Regions from separate parts of the Sus scrofa genome. Here region 1 is linked to region 2. A link is a contact called in public Hi-C data. All regions are on one chromosome and are shown on one strand. The core of a region is the stretch at or near the end of the contact, and the rest is flanking DNA. Distances in the headings are between cores, read along the strand shown.

What was found. Hi-C and Micro-C count contacts between places; a contact is called where the count stands out from the background.
Region 1: a Hi-C map of alveolar macrophages shows a contact between it and region 2, with 1.7 times the contacts expected there. The contact joins the promoter of AAK1 here to the enhancer-like site in region 2. A contact is called at or near these places in 8 of 47 Hi-C or Micro-C datasets (alveolar macrophages, blood, embryonic fibroblasts and 5 more) and 1 of 2 datasets of contacts at active chromatin or transcription factors (alveolar macrophages).

The regions. Positions count from the first base shown.
Region 1 is chr3:72,791,931-72,797,472 of Sscrofa11.1, forward strand. It overlaps AAK1 (AP2-associated protein kinase 1), which reads left to right and starts at 2,047. Exons shown (of 21, transcript XM_021087408.1): 1 at 2,047-2,402; 2 at 2,706-3,117. The coding sequence starts at 2,955. It overlaps LOC102163904 (a long non-coding RNA gene), which reads right to left and starts at 1,880. Exons shown (of 6, transcript XR_302389.3): 1 at 1,632-1,880; 2 at 1,044-1,195.
Region 2 is chr3:72,729,520-72,735,748 of Sscrofa11.1, forward strand. No RefSeq gene overlaps it. Among named protein-coding and RNA genes, the nearest start is that of AAK1, 61 kb to the right of the region's middle. Within about 2 kb of position 3,867, at least 3 of the 83 cell types and tissues checked have an H3K27ac peak or open chromatin away from gene starts, as enhancers often do. A contact at or near this core is called in alveolar macrophages, where this site is marked.

The sequences.
Region 1 (5,542 bases), core at 797-3,296, 61 kb after region 2:
TTTGTATCTCAGAAGTAAGACGTGGAATTTGCATAAGTGTAGCCTAGTCTAGTGTAGGAAAGTCTAGAAAGGTAAAAACTGAGATAGCAACAAATTCTAGGACTCAACAGGGCTTCTTCTTTTAAAAAGTCAGGCAAGGAGTTCCCGTCGTGGCGCAGTGGTTAACGAATCCGACTAGGAACCATGAGGTTGTGGGTTCGGTCCCTGCCCTTGCTCAGTGGGTTAACGATCCAGCGTTGCCGTGACCTGTGGTGTAGGTTGCAGACGCGGCTCGGATGCCCCGTTGCTGTGGCTCTGTCGTAGGCCCGTGGCTACAGCTCCGATTCAACCCCTAGCCTGGGAACCTCCATATGCCGCAGAAGCGGCCCAAGAAATAGCAACAACAACAACAAAAGACAAAAAAAAAAAAAAAAAGTCAGGCAAGATTAACAGATGCAGAGAAAGATGGAGGTCCATGAATGTAATTCCAAATAAGCTCTCCCATCTATTTTAAGATCTATTCCAAACTTCCTTGAAGAAAATCTAGCCTTTTAAGGAAAGTGCAGAGAACATGTCTCCTGTAGTCTTGCTTTGAGGGAATGTTTTAGCAGGTGCTACATTCCACCCTAGAGGTGGCTGCAAGAATCTGTGAACTGAGGTGACAACACAGATTCCCTCCAGAAGAAAAGAAGCTGTCTCTACACAGGAAGTTTAACTACAATGATCTACCTGAGACAAAAAGAAGGAAAAGAAAGAAGAGGAATAAGGAAAAGAGGGAGAGGGAGAAGGAGAACCAGGAAGAGGAGGAAGAAGAGAAAGCAGCAGCATAAACCTCTCACAGCTCAGTTCAATTTTCAGATTAGAGAAAGCAAGAACCATCCTCCCTGCCCCGCCCCGCCCCCACATCTTCTCAAGTGTCTGCAGAAAAAATCTGGAACTAATTTACAAGCCAAGAAGGCTCTCGCAGAATTAGGGCGAGCAGGTGGAAGTGAGAAATAACCCATATTTAGGGATTTGGAAAATCATGGATTTGCGGAGGGGGATGGGCAGGGATTTGACACTACCTTCAGCACCATCCATCAGGAAATCTAGGAATGGAGAAGGGTCCCAAGATGCCTTCCAAATCTTCTGCATTTGGCAGAGGTAAATCACGCTGTCCACCCCCACTCTCAGCAGTTGGACGATATCAGGATAAAATAGGCATCATGGGGGGGATCTTGAAGTGAAAAGAAATAACAGGTCAGCCTAGAGTTCTTGTATGGAAGGGGGTTAGTGAAGGTCAGGCCCACCCACAGCAACAGAAAAGGTGGCAGAATGCAGGGTCACCGTGAGACAAGCCCCAAAGTTTGGGTTCAAACCAAAGGTTTGGGTCTCCTGATACCCTACGATCTGCCCTGCACACGCTCTTTAACTTTCTCAGTTTGAGTCGCGCCTGTAGATTTCCTGAAAAGACAACGTCTTATGAGGACTAGCTCAGCTGAGCTGGTTCTTAGTAACATCTGAAGCTGGAGGAGGAAGGGCTCCAGGCTTATTTATGTTAGGGTTGGCGTTTGGGTGTGGTCTGGTAAAACAAAAACCAAAAAAAAAACCCCAAAATCCAAAAACCAAAAACATCTGCCAGCAAAATTTCCGGGTCACCCTCAGTCTTTCACCTCTGTCTGCCCAGGTGTCGAAGGTACGCCCAGCAGGACCCGCTAGGGGCTGAGCGGTTAAGCTGCGTCCTTCAGGTGTCAGCCGGGATATGCTTGGAAACCACAATCCCCAGAATCCCTTGTGCAGATCAAGCCTCAAATAAGATGGCTCCACAAGAGTGGAACATAGAGAGCAGGCTGGAAACGCTAGTCCCTAGCAGTTTTCTCGCCGGATGTTTAACCGAATCCTCACAAATGCACCACCCCACTAACCACCTTGCGGCGGAGGAGGCCACCGCAGCCGCCTCGCTCGCTCCTCCACGGGTATCTTGGGAGTTGTAGTCCAGCTGCTGGGATGCGCCGAACTACCTTTCCCATGGTGCCTTAAGGGTCGGGCAATATCAACGTTCTTTTCCAAAACTCTCCCCGCATTGAGGTCCCCCCCCCCGCCCCTTTCCCCAGCTCTCTACTCTCCGACGACTCCTTCCCGCTGGTTGTGAGAGAGCGGCTGCAGCTGGAGGCCTTGGCCTCTAGCCGCGCCGTCCCGAGAGGCACTTCCGGCGGCGTTTCACTTCCTGGTTGGATGGATGGAGCCGGGCGGGAGCGCGCACGGGGGAGGGGTGGCGGGTCAGTCTCCGCCGGGCGCTCCGGGGATCAGCTGGCGGGCGGGCGCCGAACGCTGCCCCGGCTCTAGCTGCAGCGCCGCCTCCTCACAGCTTCGCAGGCCGGCCCGGCGGCCGTGACAATGTTGCGGGGCTGGTAGCTGGGCGCCGGCCCGCCGAGCCATCTCAAGTGGGTGCCGCCGGGATGCTCTCTCGCGGGGCGGCGGGAGACCGGGGAGGAGGGGAGGCAGTGTCCAGCTGGGTCGGTGCTGCCGGAGGCGGCCCGAATCCCTCCTTTTTCAGAACCCTGGGCAAGAGGGTCCAGGGTTCTGGGGCTGAGAACCGGTGGGTTTTCAGCCCCAGGGTTTTTCTCCCTTAGAAAATGCATGAAGCGTTTCCCCAGGATGATGGCTTTTGCTCCCCCTAGGACTCAGCGGTTGAATTTTTAAGTGTGTTACTGATTCATCCTCTCTCTCTCCCTCTGTCATCACAGGTTTAAACTTACACGAATCGCTCTGTTGAGGAGGAGGGGACCGCCGCGCGATTGACACGCATATTCCTATAGGCATCCTCCCCCAGCCCCCACCCCCACGGCCGGATTCGGGTGGCTCCTCTCCGAGCTGAAATCCGAGAAGAAATCCTTGGATCTCTTGTTTTCTTAAAAAAAAAAAAAAAAAAAAAAAAATCAAAAAAAAAATCTAGAAACCGTCGGTATTTTGCTTTACTGCTTCCTTTCCGCAAGATGAAGAAGTTTTTCGACTCCAGGCGAGAGCAGGGAGGCTCTGGCCTGGGCTCCGGCTCCAGCGGAGGAGGGGGCAGCACCTCGGGCCTGGGCAGTGGCTACATCGGAAGGGTCTTTGGCATTGGGCGACAGCAGGTTACTGTGGACGAGGTGTTGGCGGAAGGTACGGTGGGACTCTTTCAGTGCGCCGTAAATTAAAATCCTGTGCTGATGCAGCAGGACTCTGGTTTCTAGTTGTTGAATGTATGAACGGCTCTAGACCGGTTGACCCTCCCTCCCTTCCCCCTTTCCTTGCCCTGTGAGTCATTGTCCTTGAGAAATTTAAAACTGAGATTTGAAAGTGACAAGGATTTGTGGGTAGAAGAAGGTTGCCAGAAATTGTTTACCTCGGTGGCCTTATATTTAAAAAAAAAAAAAACCAAAAACATTTTCAAGCCCATTCTTGTCTCCCTCACCGAATTATGAAGATTAGGCAGAAAACGTTTGTGTGAAAGTGTAGAACTTCACATCAAATGTAGGGTTTGGGGCTTGTCATCCTCCTAAAACTTGAAATATTATGTGAGGGCTGAAGGGTGGGGATGGAGGACCTTTAAGGAGAGAGAGGGGTTTTTCCTCCTACCCAACTTTCCCACTCCATGAGCAGGCATTGGAAGGAAGAGAGGATTTTCAGAGAATAGGAATGTGTTTTTCTCAGAGTCACGGCTCTTGGTGGATTTCACTAGGTTTGTTTCCTGACCCAACTGTAATCAGGTCCCCAGGATGCAGTTTAGATAACAGAAATTACATGAAATGAATGTAGTTATTTTGAAATCAGTCCAATAGGCCCCTCTTCCTCCTGTTCTTGGTTTTGGGGTGTGTGTGTTTGCCAAAAGAATGACTTGAGAGTAGCATCTGATTTTTGCTTTTCGTTTATTGGAGAGGAGGTTATTTAGATCTGCTGTGTAAATACCTTACATGTGTGCTCTTCTGTATATCTACAGATACGTATAAATGTATTTTTATCTATAGCCCCCAGGCTTTCTGGAAATCTTTGCATGTCGCTTTTGGTAACCTTAACCTCGACCTTCATAATTATGCCAGACTCATACTTTTCACAGCCCATTGCCTGCCTAGTGTGCTTTTATTTTTAATAAAAGCAGCAATTTCCTTGGCATGAAGCTATTCAAACTAATTGGATTGGGCCAACCTGCTGTAGGTTGTTTTTTATCGGCTGAGAGGGGATGGCTGAAGGGGAGGCCTCTGTCACTGCAATATGGTGGGGGAGCAGTTTAATACTGGGGAAGGAGACTTTTTGCAAGCTGAGGTTGGAGCAAGGGTCCCGACCTGGGTTTGGGAAATGCCTGTCATGGTGAGTGTTGCAGGCAGTGGGTTGGGAGGAGGAAGAAGCTGTGTTTGGCTCTCAGCTTATGTCAGCACAGGATTCAGTTGGGCCCAGTTTTCCAGGATTGGGGGTTGAAGCCGTTGGTTTAAAAACACTGTTTTAAAGAAGATCTGGCAATTGATGTCCTCGTGAAATTGTTGCTCTTTTCCATTCTCACTAGTGCTCTAGCTGGACTTAATCCGGGGCCTGAGTCACTGTCCCTGTGGCCCTTTCTTTGTGGGCTTTGGTGCAGGATGGGAGATGCTCTGTGCCCGATGCCAGATCCGCACCCTTGAGTCTGATCTGTCTCTTCATCCCTGTGCCAAAGCCCTTGACTGCAGTGGGATAGAGAAATGGAGAAGGAGTGTGTGAGAGAGAATTCAGGAGGAATGAGGGGGCGCAGAGCTCTTTCCTTCCCTCTATAGCCTCTGCTGACCTTTTAGCCCAGAAACATTTTGTTCAGCCAGGATATTGTCTCATTAAGGATGGTGTTACCCTAGGCAGTGCCTGTTCTCAGTCTGAGTTGATGGGAAAGAGAAAAGGCAAAATTGGTCTTTGTTATCTAGGCTGCCCTTTTCTTCCCCAGAATTCATCCCTGAGAACTGCACATCATGCCTTGTGATATTTTTGGTGGGACTGAGGACTCGAAGCTCTGCATTTCTTCATTTATTCATTCAACAGTTCTGGAGTGTCTGTCCTCTACCACTGTGCTAGGCTCTAGGGATATGATTTACAACTAGATGCTGCAATTTAGAAACTACTTTGAGAGATAGAAAACAGTCCTTTAAAAGAGAGTGATATGTGCTCGCATGGAGATAAGCTTAGGGTGCAGTGGCCTCCAATTTTAGAGAGCCAAGAATTGATTGCTGCAGAAAGTGACTGACTGAAGGATGAGTAGGAGTTATCCAGGTATGGTGACTGTGGACAGAGACTCAAGAGTAGTAAGAGAAAGTGCGTGTAAAACGGGGTCTGGTAGTATTGTCCTCTTTATGTTTTTTGACTATAACTGAATTTGAATCGGTGATACTAGGAAGTATATAGCTATGTAGAACCCAGTATACAAAGTATTTGTGTAATACCCACCAAGTGCAAAGGTACCACTAGATTCCCAGAAGGATATAGGGAGGTTTGAGGTGTGATGCCTGCTTTCAAGGAGCTCTCAGTGGATCCAGGAAGACAAAGCAAACATTCACACCTGCAGCGGTGTGGGTACCAGTACTGTCCGCCG
Region 2 (6,229 bases), core at 2,617-5,116:
ATGAGGCTGCCAATCATGATGCTCTCATGGATCTTCCCCGACCCCCAGCCCAGGGCCCAGCCTCCACAGATGGGAGACAGCCAGGGCTTGCGGTGCTATTGACCTGGCAGGAGAAATGCCTCCAAAAGAGGGAGGTCAGAAATGTTCTCAGAATCCAGGCTAGAATCTCACAAAGCTTGGAGAGATGTTACCCAGCACTGGGAACACATTTGGGACAGAGATGCAGACTGCGGACTGTCCCTGTCCCTTCTCTTGGGGAGGACAGAGCAGCGGAGAGTGAAGTTTCTATGAATTGGGTTTTGCTCTTGCTGTACTGGAATTCTTCCATTCAAGGCAGGTGGCCTGGCCTTCGTATCCCTTCATCAGGTGAATCTGTGTTGTTGGGTAGAAAGCTGAAGCTGCCAAAACATATTTTCTTTTCTCATTTGTGTGTGTGTGTGTGTTATTGAGAAAGAGAGAGAGAAAGAGGATTAAGAGAGAGAGAAAAGCTAAACTTCTCCAAGCCCCAAACTCCTTCAAGACTTAGGTGCCTGAGGGAGACAGGTGATGCCAACAAGAAGTGGAAATAGAGTTCCCTAGTGGATCAGTGGTTAAGGACCGGGCCTTACTATTGTGGAAAGTAACATAATGTCTTTTCTATCAAAGGAAATCTTGCTTACTCCATTTTGCCCTGGTTTTGGCTGAAACCCCTTCCTCTTTACCTCTTTTCCTAGCAACAATTTGTTTCAATTAGCCAACCGGGAAGAATGTGCGCCCTGACCTGACCAATGGGAGGGGGACAGGTACATCACCTGTGTTAGGGATAAATAGGGGAGGGTCCTTTGTTCAGCACAAGCTTTTTGGAGTACCCACGCCCTTCAGCAGAAGTAGAGTCTTGTCAAGATCTCCCCGTCCACGCATCTCACTTTCCGACACTGACGATCCCAGCCAGAGTTATCTTAATTCCCAATGCTGCTGTGGCTTGGGTCGCTGCTATGGTCCGGGTTTTATCTTTGCCCCTGGGACTTCCACATGCCACAGGTACTGTCTCTCCTCCCCCCCCCCCCCCCCCCCCCCCCGCCACCACCACCCTCTCACCCCACCCTCCCACCAAAAAGTATAAGCAATGGAAGGACAGAGGAGGAGATCTGGGGCCTGTTAACATCAGGTAGCTGAGGCCCACATAATCATGTTATGGGGGTGTTGATGTGCTGGAGCCCCATCTAACAGCTCATGGGAGCTGAATGGTCACTTTTCAGGAATTTTGCTGACTGGTTGACCCTACTGCAGTAGCTTGAAATCAGCCAGGGTGGGAGTGTTTATACTACAGAAAATGGCACATGCTGTGAGTCAGGGCTCCTCCACCCCCACCCCCACCTTTATCCCAAAGCCAATTACTAAGCATTTACCTTTGCATATCAGAGTGACCTTTCTCTCAATTTCACCTTTCAGACAAATAACTCCTTCCTTGGGGAGAATGAATGACAGTGGGAGACAAGTGCTCAGCTCTAAAAGGCAGACTGCAAAGTTCTTTATGGAAATATGTGGAGATGGAAATAGAGGGCATGTCCCTCCCTCCCTTCCTTCCTTCTTTCCTTCATAATAATACCTACACTGGAAATTTTAGAAAGCAATAGGAGGCAGCAGAAAATGATGGTTGTGAGCAAAGCTTTGGGATTAGAATTTGGATTCACACCCAGCTCTTAACACTCTCTAGCTGTGTGATGTTTTACACAATACAGTTGGAGTGAGAAATATCTTGATATGTATTTGGGGCAGAAGCCAAGCCACTCTGTTCATCAGCTCTCTCAAAAGATCTTGATGGTCCCAAAGAGGCCTGCCTTCTCCTTTGCTGAGCCACTGCTACAAATGGTGACGGCAGTCCACAAACCTGGTCCACAAACCTGGTGGATAGGATCTGGGTGTTATCCTGACAACCTGTGAAGAACCCAGGCCCCAACAGTCCGAGAAGCTCTTGTCTGCCTCTTCTAAAAACAAAATGCCACATGGTCCTGAACATCTGTCCTTTGGTCCTTTTTATGAGGGAGTGGGTAGATCCTGCGGCTTTTCTGAATTTTAATTTCTTCAGTGTTAGGACGGAAATAAAAATACAGCCTCATTGCCTTTGGTGGATACAGATTAAAAGGCCCAGAACCACTGCAAATTTGTTACTGAAGGTGTCTGGAGTTTCCCAGTTGGATTCAATTAGGATGATGGCTGGTGTGGTTGCCCCTCCCCGCCCCGGGCTAAAAGAAAAATGCCTTCATTAACCTTTAATTATTCACAACAAACCCAAAGGAAAAGTCCTTGGCCCAAGTCCTAATGGGAGCTATTAAAGCGCTTTTCCTATTCAGCTGTTTAAACTCAGGCAAATAACCTGGTACTTTGCTGCTGCTTCTCTCCTTAGAATGTGAAAGACCAAGGATGGAGTTTCCCTACTAGTGCACGTTAGGGCTGTGGCCAAATATCTTTATCTTCTTGTTTTCTTGGTTTACTTTTTCTCGCTATGGTTCTCATTTTCTGGTGTGTGTGTGTGTGTGTGTGTGTGTGTGTGTGTGTGTAGGAATGCACATGTGTGGTCTGTTTAGAAGGAGACTTTAGAAGCACAGAATGTTCACCCGTGGTGTGTAAGACACTGCCCCCACCCCCAAAGGAATGGCTAAGAGAATAAAGAGGGGAGAAAAAATAAAATGAGTCAAAAATAGGCAAAACAAAAAAAGCATATGTACAAAAATCGTCTTTCCTTTTCTCAATTTCATGCTTTCTTTTTTTCTCTTTACTGCATTACAGGGTTTTTTTTTCCTTCACATTTCTATATGTCTCTTTTATTCTCTCTGTGCCTTCATTATCTCGACTTCATTAACAGGTCCAAAACCGGAAGTCATTATCTTGACACCTGTAACCCTCAAGTCCTACTTCTCTGTTTTTGTTTTTTTGTCTTTTTCTAGAGCTGCATCTGTGGCATATGGAGCTCTGATTAGATCCAGGCTAGGGGTCTAATCGGAGCTACAGCTGACAGCCTACACCACAGCCATAGCAATGCCAGATCCAAGCTGCGTCCTCGACCTACACCACAGCTCCCGGCAACGCTGGATCCTTAACCTGCTGAGTGAGGCCAGGGATCAAACCTACAACCTCGTAGTTCCTAGTAGGATTCATTAACCACTGCGCTACGACGGGAACTCCCCTACTTCTCTTTCTGAATTCCCTGATCTGTTCTCAGTAGAACCTTCGGGTCAGCCACCGAAATTAAAAAAAAAAAAAAAAAAAAAGCAAATCATTCCTTGTTTTTAAAATCTGCCTTATTGAGGTATTATTTATATACAATGAAAACTCACCCATTTAAACGTGTAGAGTTTAGTGTGTTAAACAAATGTACACAGTCACGTAACCACCACCACAATCAAGACATTTCTATCACCCCAAAAAGTTTCTTATCACTATAGTTTTGCCTTTTCTAGAATGTCATATAAATCAAATTGTAGGAGAAAATGTCCCAATAAAAAGGTAGGAAGGAGAGACCCTGGCCATGATGACTAAGCAAAGTCCAGCCAACTGCCCCTAACCACCACCACCCCCCCCCCCCGCCCCCGCCACATCCGCTTCTGTAAACTTGCTTCCACATCTACTCCCTTGCCTGACCTCACTCCGGTCCTACCAGCCAAGCATGGACCTGGAAGAGGTAGCCCATAAAAGCCTTGTGAAACCCTTCTTTGGGGCTCAGATTCCAGAGAGCGATATCCTCTGAGCCCGCCGGCATAATAAACCTGAGTTCTCCAACCCTCGAGTGCTCGCTTGGTTTCTCGCTGGGTAAAAGAGCTGAGACACTGCAGCCACAGAGCTGCTGGAGCTGGTACACTACAGCCACAGGGCTGTCACTAGAGCTGATACACTGCGGCTGCTGCGGGACTGCTGGGCAAATCATATAGTAACAAAATCATATAGTAGTCTTCTGTGTCTGGCTTCTTTTCTTAGTATGTTGCATTTGAGACTTATCTATGTGGTTGCATGTATCAATAACAGATTATTTTCCACTCCTGAGAAATACTGCATTGTATAGATACATCGCAATTGTTTGTTTACCCATTCCACCAGTTGATCATTAGCACTGTTTAGGGCTATTACGAATTAAGTGCTATGACTATTCACATATAGGTCTTTGTGTGGACATGTATTTTCCCTTCTCTTGGGAGTAGAATTTTATTTCATTTCTAGGAAGAAAATTGCTGAGTGGTACGGTAAGTATAATTTAACTTTATAAAACACTGATAAACTGTTTTGCAAAGAGGCTGCATCGTTTTCATTCTCACCAGCAAAATATGACAATTCCAGTTGTCCCTTGTCATTCCCAATGCCTTCCATTGTCAGTTAAGAAAATTTTTATCCATTCAAGTGGATGTGTCGTACTACCTCATTGTCCTTTTAATTTGTGCTTTCCAGATGACTAATATTGTTGAGCAGATTTTCATATGCTTATTTACCTTGCATAGATCTTCTCTGGTAAATTCTCCATATCACTTGCCTGTTTAAAAATTGGATTTTTTGCCTGTCAGAGTGGCTATCATCAAAAAGAACATAAATAACAGATGTTGATGGGGATGCAGAGAAAAGAGAGCCCCACTTGTGGTTGGGAAGGTAAATTAGTGCAGCCACTGGGAAACAGTATGGAGGTTTTTAAAAAAACTAAAACTAGAACTACCACATGACCTAGCAATTTCACTCCTGAGTATACATCAGAAAAAACCACCAAAAATACTAATTCAAAAAGATATATGAACCTCAATGTTCACAGCAGCATTATGTACAATTGCCAAGACATGGAAGCACCCTAAGTCTATCAACAGATGAATGGACAAAAAAGATGTAGGATATATACACAATGGAATACTACTCAGCCATAAAAAAGAATGAAATTTTGCCATTTGCAGCAACATGGGTGGAATTGGAGAAAGACAAATACTGTATGATATCACCTATATGTGGAATAAAAAAAATACAACAAACCAGCAAATACAACAAAAAAGAAGCTTATAGATACAGAGAACAAACTAGTGGTTACCAGTGGGGAGAGAGAAGAGGGAGAAGCAGTATAGGGGTAGGAAATTAATATTAGACATAAAATAAGCTAAAAGGAAATAGAGAATTACCATATTACCTAGCAATCCCACTCCTGGGCATATATCCAGACAAAACTTTCACTGAAAAAGATACACACACCCCTATTTTCATAGAAGCACTATCCACAATAGCCAAGACATGGAAACAATCTAAACGTCCATCGACAGATGAATGGATTAAGAAGATGTGGTATATATACACAATGGAATACTATTCAACCATAAAAAAGAACAAAATAATACCATTTGCAGCAACATGAATGGAACTAGTGATCCTCATACTAAAGTGAAATAAGTCAGAAAGAGAAAGACAAATACCATATGATATCGCTTATATCTGGAACCCAATATATGGCACAAATAAACCTATCTATAGAAAAAAAAAAAACAACTCATGGACATGGAGAACAGACTTGTGGTTGCCAAGGGGGAGGAGGAGGGAGAGGGATGGACTGGGAGTTTGGGGTTAATAGATGCAAACTATTGCATTTGGAGAGGATAAGCAATGAGATCCTGCTGTATAGCACAGGGAACTATATCTAGTCACTTGTGATGGAACATGATGGAGGATAATGTGAGAAAAAGAATGTATACATATATGGACGACTGGGTCACTTTGTTGTACAACAGAAATTGACAGAACATTGTAAATCTACTAAAATAAACATTAAAAAATAAGCTAAAAGGATATATTGTACAATGTGGGAAATATAGCCAATATTTTACAGTAACTATAAATGGAGTATAACATTTACAAAATGTGAGTGACTATATTGAATATCTGTAAATTTTATACTATTGTACATCAGCTACAATTTAACTTAAAAATGGGTTGTTTGCTTCTAAATTAGTGACTTATAAGAGTTCTTTAAATATTCTGGATACAAGTTCTTTATCAGATACACATTTTACCTATGGAAATAATACAAAATATGAAGAGTCATGCATGAGGTTTTCACATCAATAATTGCAATAAAATTGGAAATGAATTATATTCTAATAAAAGGGACACTATTCACTTCTTTATAATTCAAAGGAATATTTTACAGGCGTTCCCACTGTGGCACAATGGGATTAGCAACATCTTGGGAATGCTGGGCCACAGGTTCGATCCCCAGCTAGCACAGTTGGTT